3 separate regions of the Mus musculus genome follow, and all the other regions are linked to region 1. The links are chromatin contacts, called in public Hi-C maps. All regions are on one chromosome and are shown on one strand. Each heading gives the region's core, a stretch centred on a gene start, on an enhancer-like site or on the middle of the called end of the contact. The rest is flanking DNA. Distances are from core to core; before and after follow the strand shown. Region 1 overlaps Sulf2 (sulfatase 2). Region 2 has its middle 15 kb from the start of Gm30796. Region 3 has its middle 5.5 kb from the start of Gm30796.

Region 1 (3,480 bases), core at 252-2,751:
CTCAAACCTGCCTCAGCTTTCCAATGCTTGGATTATAGGTGTGCACCCCCACACCTTTATGAAGTGATGTGGATTAAACCCATGGCTTCCTGTGTGCTGGGCGAGTGCTCTCCCGACTGAGCTATACTGTTGGCCCTTTCCTTTTAATGTGTGTATGTATGCCTGTGGTGTTTGTGTGTGGTATTATGTGTGTATGTGGTGTATTGTGCAGGCGTGGGGTAGTGTGTGTGTGTAGTGTAGTGTCTGTGTGTGGTGGTGTGTGTGTGTGTGGTATGGAGTATATGTGTATGTGTGTGCATTCCTGTGTGTGTGTGTGTGTGTGTGTGTGTGGTGAGTGTGTGTGGTGTGGGCTGTGTGTGTGTGTGCATCCCTTTGGTGTGTGTGTGTGTGTGTGTGTGTGTGTGTGTGTGTGAGCATTAGCATAGGCTAATGTCAGATATCTTTTTGGATTATTCTCCACCTTATATGCTGAGGTAGGGTCTCCCACATGAACCCCGACTTCACCAGTTCTACCAGCTTGTTCCAGGGATTTCATCTTCTTTGGAGACTGGGTTACAGATGGGCATTCGTACCCCGCCTTTTACCAGGATGCTGGGGATCGGGCCTGGTCCTTGTTGGCTTCCCCACTAAGCCATCTTCCCAGCCCTCTGCCCTCTCAACTGCAGACGTGCAGAAGGGTGGGGCAGAGGGGCAGACAATCCACAGCAGCCTTTACAGCAGGACTGGAGGATCCATCAACTATAGGAAATTCCCATTACCTCAGGGAGCGTGACATATCAGACCCCTCGGAGCTGCTCTCAGAGGTATCTCACCAATGGCCCTTTCCTATAATAATGAGTTTGCCGTATTTCCTCCCAAAAGGAATTCACAGTCGAAAAATAATTTCCTATGCCAGTCATCTCCCAAAGTTGAAAGAACATTAGAACAGCAATCTTCAAGAAAAATAAAAGCTGGGAGATTTATAACAAAGGGAGGCTTCAACCGGAAACGTCTCTGGCACATCCGTCAAGGAGACATGAGGTGGCAGTCAGGTGCCAGCAAGGAGACAGATTCCCTGGGAGGCTGCTGGTTCCCAGCGCAGGCTGGTGGGCGCTTGGTATTTGCAATTCAAATACTGGTTGCCCCTGCCATCAGGGACAGAATTTTCAGAAATAAGGAATCTCTTGGAAAAGTTTCACATTCAATTATAACAGCTTTCCTGTCAGATCTAATGCTAGGAAACTGAGCACATTTATAACTGCCAAAAACCTAAAACCAACCAACCACCACCCACAACAACAACAAAAAAAACCCCTTCCTTATTTATATAGAAAATAGACTCAGATTCAATACTCAGAACAATAAGCATAAAATAATCCCCCCACACACGAATGACTTGGAGGGTAGTGTAGAAGGCATGTGGACTGCAGAGCGTCCACCAAAGTCCCTTGCTTCATTCAGGATACAGCCAGCATCCTGTATCACTGTGTTCATGGATTTGGCCCATAGGGGGCGCTGTGCTTCCTTGAGAAAAAGGCTTGCAATTAAGTGGTCTGAAGCCTAAGAGGCCCTCCCTCCCATGAGTTGGTGTGAGTTAGCCTCCTGTTTGCAGAGTTAAAACCCAGTAGGCAGGCATGGAGCTGTGGTCCCAGCACTGGGGAGGTACTAGCAGGGGCATTGCAAGTTCAAGGGCCGCCTGGTTACCTAAGAAGACCTTGTTTCAAACATCAAACAAAACATGAGGTTTTGGGCACTGAAGCCTTTCTTCTGTCCCATGTCTACTGAAGTCAGGCCTGAGGGTGGCTCTGGAAGGGAGGACAGTGACAGGTGGGGGGTTGAACACATGAGCCATATCGTGACTCTCCAGATACCCACTCTGATCCTGGTACCTGCACAGTGTGTGACCTTATCTGAGCCCTAGCTTCTGTGATCAAGTTAAAAGAAGTTAAAAGAAGCTTACATCGATCGGGTCAGGGGGAACTGCAGGCCAGTGCTGTCAACGGGGAAATCTGGACACAGATGCCTGGATCTGAGAGCCACGAGGAGAGAGAGGCAGAGCCTGGGGAGCCTGGGATATGGAGAGCTGAGGAGGCTGGAACAGAAGTCCCCTGGGGACAGCCGATTTGGGATGTCAGAGGAGAAGCACCTCCTGCTTTAAGCTCCTGGGTTGTGGCTCTGGGTCTCTGCAGTTCTCGGGAACCTGTGTGTGGCTGAGCGAGGCTGAGGGACAGTCAGGGATCAGACGGACACCTGGACCTCCCCACCCCCATACCTCATCCTCAGGGGACTGAGGACACACACCTATGCTTACTCCACTTTTCCTTATTTGTGTGTGGCGTGTGCATGCATACATATGTATTCATGTATGTACATGTATGTAAGGATACTTGTACATGGGAGTGTGGAGGAATATCCAGTATCTTCCTCAATCATCCAGCCCCCCTCTCCAACAGTTGGTAACTTTTTAAAAATATATATTTATTTATCTGTGTGTGTGTATGTGTGTGTGTTTGTGGGGGTGCGTGGGTGCAGCATATGTGTGGAGACCAGAGGACAACTTGCAGGAGTTGGTTCTCTCTTTCTACTGGGTGGGTTCTGCAGCCCATCTCATCAGGCTTGGCGGCAAGCACCTTTACCTGCTGAGGCATCTTGCTTGCCTCTCTACCTTAGTGTTCAAGCCATCTCTTACTGAACCGGAAGCCCCCCAACTGGCTAGGCTGGCCGGCTAGTGATTCCCAAGGACTCTCTTGTCTCTGTCTCTCCAGGGCTCGTGAGAGGCAGTAGCTGCCATGCCTGGCCTTTTCTGTGGGTCCCGGGGAAGAAACTCCTCGTTTATTGATGGCTCTGCAGACAGAACGGTCTCCCAGCCCCCACGCTTCCTCTCCCTCCCAAGGACTTTCACTGCATGAATTTGTGGGACCTGGTCACACCGTCCTTGGGGTGATGCATATTATGGGCACTGGGCAACTTATCCACATCGTAACACTGCTGTAGAGAAGGGAAACTGAGCATCAGGGAAGCGTCCCAGCTCACAGTCACAAGTAATGTTAGAGCGAGGGCCTGGGTGACTCACTTATGTAAATCTTAAAAGCATTGAAAGGCTAGAGACTAAGGGCTTAAGGAGATTTGGGGACTTAAAAAAAGATTAATTTTATGTGCATCTGTGATCTATATGTATAGACGTGCACTGCATGGATGCTTGGTGCACATGGAGCCAGAGAGGGCCCTGGATTCTCTGGAACTGGAGTCACAGGGGATTATGAGCCACCCGGTGAGTGCTGAGACCCAAAGCCAGTCCCTTTGCAAGAGTGTCAACCGCTCCTAACTACCGGAGCCATTTTGTTTTAGATCAGAGGGTCTCCCAACCCATGTATAGGTTGAGACCCCTTTACCAAACCTTTACCTCCCAAATATTTACATGACAATCCCTAACAGTAGCAAAATCACAGTTATGAAATAGCAACAAAATAATTTTATGGTTGGGGGTCACCACGGCATGAG
Region 2 (3,480 bases), core at 663-3,162, 310 kb after region 1:
TATGCTGTTTTGTTTTCCAAACGGGAGAAGGGAACAGATTCTTATTAAGAGTCACAAGCCAAAGCTCATCAGGCTAAACTGAGCACAGCTATACACCTGGTTCTGTCTGTCCTCTTTCTTCTAACTCAGGCCCTCTCTCTCCACCCACTCTGAGCTTGATCTTGTTTCTTTCATGGAACGTGACACGCCCTAAAATTGTCTTGTTATTGTGTTTTCTGGTCCCTTTTTGTGCTTTGAATGTGTGTGTATGTTCACATGTGTAGTACACTCATGTGTTTGTCTGTTCACCTGTGTAGTACATGTGTGTGTTTGTACATTCTTGTGTGTAGAACACATATGTTTGTGCATTTACACATTAGCACACGTGTGTGTTTGCATGTTCACGTGTATAGTACCCTTGTGTGTCTGTGTGTTTACACATGTAGTACACATGTGTTTGCATGTTAACATGTGTAGCACACATGCCTTTAGAGGCCAGATGTCTTCCTCATTCACTCTCCACATTATTTCCTGAAGTGGAGTCTCTCACTGAACCCAGAGCACCCCGATTCATCTAGTCTAGTGAATCAACTTGCCCCAGAGACCCCTCATCGCAGATCCTGATGGCTTCTAAGTAGAATTCAGTGACTCACAGGTCAGTGTGTGGAAAGGGTGGGGTGGAGCACAGCAACACCCCCCCCCAATCTCCTCTCTGCTTCAGTGTCTGTCCAGCTCTTGCCGCCCCCAGGAGACATTTCCATCCTTCTTGGGGAATTTTCCTCCTGCTCAAAATTAGACATGCTCTGATTGCCAGCAGATTCACTGACGGGAGCCTCGGGTCCTAGAGAATGTAAGGCCACGTCTGTCACTCCATGGGGAACTGTCCTACTCAGTACCAATGAGCTATGACCCCTAGAAACTCAATTAAAGCACAGGGCACTTAAAGAGTGATATTTGAATTAGATCCGATTTTGCCCCCCGGGGGTCCAGGTTGGAGACACGAATGAGCTACTGGGTTTTGTAATGATCTCAGATGTTCAGTTCACAGAATAAAACAAATTCCCACGTGGGGTCCAAGTGCTGTCACTCACTATCGGGAATGTCATGAGATTGTTTGGCCCTGTCGCGTGCTCAGAAAACAGCTGACATTTAACAAAGGTGAGTTAGTTGTCAGAGAGAGCAATAATGAACAATATTGAAGTAGGTCACTTTCATTCTCCCAGCTAGTTGTGTGCCCTGCTTTAGAGCGAAATTCCTTCCCAGTGTTCGTCCACGGCTTCCTTCCAAGTAAAACTCATTAGAGAGATTTCTTTGGGGGATTTTTTTTTTCTTTTCCTTTCTCTGCTTCTTTTCTTGACTCTGGTTAAATAAATTATTGATTTGTTTTCAAGATAATTTAAGGGGTGATACAGTTGTGATTTAATAACTGTGGCCAAAATGCATTCAAAGGAAACACACTTAAGGGGTTCAATTAGGGAATCTGATTTTGTTTTTGTTTTTTTTTAAATAATCAAACCAACCAAGCAATGAGCCACCATCATGGGGACTCCTGGGTGGGCTGGATGGGCACAGAGCATCGTGTGAGCTTTAATACTGCAGGACAAATGAACTAAAGGAAAACAGACATCAGAGGCTGGGGAGGTCCTGGCAGACAAGTGTCATCCCAGGGGAATTATGGGCCTGCAGGGACCATGGACATCAGGCCCAGGTCACAGTTGTTCATAAGTTTAGACATCCAACTTCAAAGACACCAAATCAAAAGAACTGGGCACACCCAGTTTTGAAGACCAAAGCTTCCTTGTTCAGATGCTATGGCCTCTTGTCTGTCCCAGAACAGCTGCTTAGATTGGCTTCACCACGGGGCCTGTGCTCTGGAACCACGGCAACCACCCCAGGTCCCTTTGCAAAGAGCAGCTTCCTCATCCTGAGCCGGTCATATCCCCAGCCTCGTGGGGCCTGAGAGGAACAAGTCTGAGTCACACGCTCACCCCTGGAAACTGTGGAAACCAGTCAATGCCTGGCTCCCGGAGGCAGCTCCCAGCACTGAAGTGTCTAAGGAGCACTAAGAAGATTCCGAGACAACGCTTGTGAGAAAGCACATCATTGGGGGGGGGGGGGAGTGTCATCTGTTTGCTGACCCCACAGGCAGCAGGACCAGCCAGGCTCCTCATCCTCCTGCATCTGCTTGTCCTTTCCCACATGCTGGGCTGTAGCCCTTCAACCTCTAAGCCCAAATGAACCTTAATGACGTTGACACCTGACAAGAAGGTATTGAGTGGACTAATGAAATCAAGACAATCTCACACACACACACACACACACACGCCACAAGCCATCATAACCTAGACAATCCTTCACGGAGACATCTCCCAGTTGACTCTAGTTTGTATAAAGTGGGCAATTAAAACTAAGCATCCATCGGACCTCAAAGAAGGGGATCGGGAGTGATTGAGGATAGAGTGAGCTCCTGATGTCCTTGGGCCTCCACACAATGTGCACAGATGTGTGTGCATACATGTGCATACACTTCATGCACGCACATAACAGACATGCTTGGTGGTTTGAATGTTTGCCCATTAGGAGGTGTGGCCTTATTGGAAGAGGTATGGCCTGTTGGAGCAAGTGTGTCACTTCATAGGTGGGCCTCGAGGCCACCTATGCTCAGGCTCCACCCAGTATAGAAGAGAACCTCCTCCTGGCTACCTACAAAAGAGCACCTCCTCCTGGTTGCTTTCAGATAAAGATGTAGAACTCTCCACTCCTTCAGCACCATGAGCACCTGCACGCTGCTATGCTGCCTGCCATGATGATAATAGACTGAACATCTGACAGTGAGAGCCAGCCCCAATGAAATGTTTGCCTTTATAAGAGTTGCCTTGGTCATGGTGTCTTTTCACATCAGTGAAGCCCTAACTAAGACACATGCTCGAAGAGTCACCGTTTAGGGTTGACTGTGTGCCAGTCTAAGCTCTTTGTACTTTAAATACCATTTACGTCTCTACAATCTGAAATTAGCATTCTGTTCGGTGACTTTCTCAGGATCGTCTAGCTGGGATGTGGAGTCAGGTACATGGTGGCACTGGCCTTTCTAAAGATGAGGGTGACCTTAACCGAGGCTATCCCCTGCAAAGGGGAGGTCACTAAACCCTGCAGCCACGCATCCTGCCTGACCATCCTAGATAATGCATTCTGGGTGGTGGAAGATTTGCCATCCCAGGCGCATTCGTAGAATGCTTGTCCTAGGTTCATTCCCCAGCAGTAAGTACATTTTTTTAAAAAAAGGTAGGAATCCTTTCTAAAAGGTTACATGGTGTCTGCTGCCTTACTCTCTTAATGACTCTGAAATATTCTAAAGTAGTACATTTTGCTATCTCTTCTAAAGTGTAACTACATTTCCTAGATATTCATGTCAGAGAACAGTCTTTCATGGCCCAGGGCTTCCTGTAGCCTTTAGAGCCAGGCCTGCCTTAAACACTTCATGTTGAACTCAACATCAGCTGC
Region 3 (3,480 bases), core at 303-2,802, 290 kb after region 1:
AAAAGAAGCTGGTTTGAAGAGAAAGACTAGAAGCCCTCCATCACCCAGGCTTCAAGTCGCAAACAGGGCATGTACAAGGAAAACCCAGGCTATACAGATGTGGGAGAGGTGGGTGCTATGTGAATGCCTTCTAAGTGTCCCCTGCCTCCAACCCAGTGCTTCTGGCTTTCCCCTCTGCTCAATAGCCCATTCCTATTCTTGGAAGTCCATTTCCCTTGCTCAGTGATCTTGCTTCTTGGCTCACCTTTATTTCTGTTTCTCACCATATGTGCCCAGTGTAGTCCTTTGTCTTGAGACACGAGAACCTAGATGGTTCACCAGAGAGTCAGGCTCGTACCTGTTACAGTGTGTTACCAAGCTTTTCCCTTCCAAGTCTCAGGCTCTCCTCAAAGCTGCTGCTGCTGTTGCTGCTGCTGCTGCCGCCGCCGCCGCCATTGCTCCTGCCTCTGGGAGGCACCTCTTCCTGCCAGCCCCACTCCCTGTCCCCAGGTGCCTGTCCTTACTACGTCACCTGTGCAAATGTGTCACATCCACCTCAGGGCAGATGGCACGAGCCACTGTCAAGCAGTGCATCTTTTGCTTAGTGTGTGTTGTAGGTTAAGCCGTCTCACAGAGTCGGGTAAGCATCCCATGACCTCATTTGCTCGCCCATGAGCTCCCCAGTGTCCCAAGCAATGCTGAGCTGGATTCATTTGCCTAAAGGCGTCCAGATGTATGTCAGCACTCCATTCCCCACAAAACCCAGTTGAGAAGCACGGCCTTTGGGAGTAGTTAAGTCACGAGACCATGCCTTGATGGAAAGTGGCCCTCAGCGAACGCCAGCTCTTCCAGAACCTTGACCTCAATCTTCTCAGACCTAGAAACCTAAGAAATAATCCTATTGTCATTTGTCCACTCTGGGGTGTAGCACTGAAGCTACCAAGGCTCATTAAATATGGCTGAAGTGGGATCCAGGATGCAGCAGGACAGAGGAAGGAGGACTAGGGAAGAGAAGTGAGGATCCACCTTAGTGGCCAAGGACAGAGCGAGCTCTGACCTGATCTGCCAGGCCTGACCCAGACTCTGAAGAAGCGGAGGCAACCCCAGCCGCTGCAGTGAGCGCCCCAAGAAGCCAACAGCTGTGGGCTCACTGAAAAATCTCACTTAAGCCTCTTCCTTTTCCATCCCGCTATCCTTGGAGTCAATCAGCCTTGTGCATCCTTGTCCCTGGCTCTGGGTCTGTGCTCTGACCAGTCCCCTGTGCTCGCCTGCCCAGCACACTGGGCTTCAGAGAGCTTGCTTAATCCACTTCTAAACTGTACATTTAAACAAACCTCTGGACTGATGCAGGCAGCTGTGCGTGACCAGCACACGGAGAGCCTCACCCTGGAGCATTAACCCCATTTATTAAAACTGCTGTAACTACCAGGATTTCAGCATCTCTAACTCAGAAACATGTGTCCTGGGCCCCTCCTCCCGGCCCCAGCTCTGATGCTGAAGGACAGCTAGGGTGGGAGGGAGGGAGGTAGGGAGGTGGGAGGCAGGAACTGCCCTGCCTGGGTTAAATATTTAAGAGGAGGCTGGCTAGCCAGCCAACCAAAATGTGCTTTCCCCAGCGTCAGCCTGGGGGTGGTGAGGGTGCAGAAAAAGCAGATCTAGTTTCTTTCCATGACTAAACCTCCCCACAGCAAAGGGCCGAGGCTGAGGTCATCCTGACACCTTTCTCTGTGACTTCAGTGGCTCATCCAGCCCCTGACTGATGACATTTAAGTTCCAGGCCCAGCCCATGCATCCTGCTGGGACAACATTTTCCAGGCACTTCACACTCACGCTGAAGCTCTGGGCGATCTCCTGGGCCAGCTCCAGGAACCTGCTATGCAATTATTTGGCTAGTCTTTTAAAACTGGCCTGCCTTGGGCCTGGTTAAAGTTGGTAAAGTTTTCACCTCAGAAGCATGAGGGCCTGAGTCCAATCCTCCAGCACCCAGGCAAGGTGACATACATCTGTCACCACAGTGCTGGGGTGTGGGTGACCGATTAGCTCCCAGGCCAGCTACTCATACCAAGTTCTGGAGCTCCTGACAACACCCCCTCATCATGCCTCAGCCACCAATTCTGAGCAGACACAGCCTCAGCCTCTGGGAAGCAGCAGACTCATCTCCCTATATGGGTGCAGGTGCCTAGTGCGTGTCCCTCCTGCCTCAGGGTGTCAGCCATGAGGTTGGGGGAAGGGACCTTTCTCACAGCACCTGGGTGACAAGGATGCTTCTTGTGGCACTCAGAGGGAGCCGAAGTGTGGGCTGCACCCACACCTCTATCAAACGTGGGAGTGGTAAACGCAAGCTTGGTCACTCTGAAAACAGGGTCAAGCTGGGTGTCTGTCATAGTTTCTGAGCCCAGCTCCTTGGGTCCTGAAGGTGCCACGAGCTTAGCCAGGCAGAACACTGACAGGCAGGCAGGCAGACAGCACAAACTAGTATTTTTTGTTTTGTTTTGTTTTCTTCTTGGTTAGCTACCAACTCTTCTGTTTTGTTTTGTAATCAATAGATTTTTGCTTCTGGCTCTTCTCAAAACATCAGAGGACCTGTTCACATTGTGCCCCCTTCCTCCATGTAGGGAAAGACACCCTGACTCTTGCATATTATAAAAATCAAGCCAAATGCTGTTGCTGTTTTTAGTCATGAGAAGCCTGGGTTTAAATTTGGCTTCTGAACCCATAATCAATTAAGCAGGTGTCGAGAAGGTGGCGCTGAACTTCCTTAATGAGCACGGGAACAGGATGAGAAAAGGCCACGTGGCTAATTCTCCCTCTCCACCTGTCGATGGCTCTGCCACAGGGGCTTCTGGGAGGAACCTGCTGTGGCCCTCTGACTGAAGGAAGCGGGTCGGCTGTGACCTTGGGGACTGCAACTCCACACAGAAATCACACGTGCCTATTTTTTTCCTTGATTCCTCGGCAGTGAGGCATAGCCCAGAAGGTGAGCCTCTAAGTTTACCCACATAGAACCCAGAAACCTGCCGCCCCTAGCCTAGCACCCCAACCCCACCCCAGTCCTCCCCCTTTCTCTCTCTAGCCCTCCTTCTCGAATTTTCCAACCTCCACTTGTACCATAGGCCCAGCTGCCCAGCAGAGCCCTAGAAGCTACTGTTTCCTCTCCCCCACCCTCCCCGACCCCAACTCTCCCCTTTCCTCACACCCGCCCCCTGTCAGTCCAGCAACACCTGCAAAGCAGGGTTGGATTGGGCCTGTCTCTGTCACCTCACTGGCTTTTGGGGACCCTGCAGGCTCCCTCTCTAGGGCCCCTATGTCTTTATGCCCACACCCTTGCCCACCTTCACTTGAGGAGGGCCTTTCTCCTTCCATGCTGCCGAACTTTCTAGAAGGAGAACTCAGAGCCCCCTAACTTTTGACTCCTCTCTCCCGCCAGCTCACAAGCACAGATGTCAGTCATCCCAAGAGTCAGAGACCCGTGGCATTTAATAACTGTTTTCCCTGCGGTCA

Evidence for each region. Hi-C and Micro-C count contacts between places; a contact is called where the count stands out from the background.
Region 2: a Hi-C map of bone marrow-derived macrophages shows a contact between it and region 1, with 29 read pairs. The contact joins two enhancer-like sites. A contact is called at or near these places in 1 of 15 datasets of contacts at CTCF or cohesin (large pre-B cells), 72 of 484 Hi-C or Micro-C datasets (B cells, the BV-2 cell line, the Ba/F3 cell line and 43 more) and 12 of 115 datasets of contacts at active chromatin or transcription factors (bone marrow-derived dendritic cells, embryonic basal ganglia, embryonic fibroblasts and 5 more).
Region 3: a Hi-C map of bone marrow-derived macrophages shows a contact between it and region 1, with 34 read pairs. The contact joins two enhancer-like sites. A contact is called at or near these places in 1 of 15 datasets of contacts at CTCF or cohesin (the NIH/3T3 cell line), 8 of 484 Hi-C or Micro-C datasets (the HL-1 cell line, the N1E-115 cell line, bone marrow-derived macrophages and 3 more) and 7 of 115 datasets of contacts at active chromatin or transcription factors (cardiomyocytes, embryonic basal ganglia, embryonic stem cells and 1 more).

What each region holds. Positions count from the first base shown.
Region 1 is chr2:166,107,025-166,110,504 of GRCm38.p6, forward strand. All of the region lies in intron 3 of Sulf2 (sulfatase 2), which reads right to left. Among named protein-coding and RNA genes, the nearest start is that of Gm52534, 11 kb to the right of the region's middle. Within about 2 kb of position 1,502, at least 11 of the 459 cell types and tissues checked have an H3K27ac peak or open chromatin away from gene starts, as enhancers often do. A contact at or near this core is called in the N1E-115 cell line and bone marrow-derived macrophages, where this site is marked.
Region 2 is chr2:166,418,594-166,422,073 of GRCm38.p6, forward strand. No RefSeq gene overlaps it. Among named protein-coding and RNA genes, the nearest start is that of Gm30796, 15 kb to the left of the region's middle. Within about 2 kb of position 1,913, at least 32 of the 459 cell types and tissues checked have an H3K27ac peak or open chromatin away from gene starts, as enhancers often do. A contact at or near this core is called in bone marrow-derived macrophages, where this site is marked.
Region 3 is chr2:166,397,684-166,401,163 of GRCm38.p6, forward strand. No RefSeq gene overlaps it. Among named protein-coding and RNA genes, the nearest start is that of Gm30796, 5.5 kb to the right of the region's middle. Within about 2 kb of position 1,553, at least 110 of the 459 cell types and tissues checked have an H3K27ac peak or open chromatin away from gene starts, as enhancers often do. A contact at or near this core is called in the N1E-115 cell line and bone marrow-derived macrophages, where this site is marked.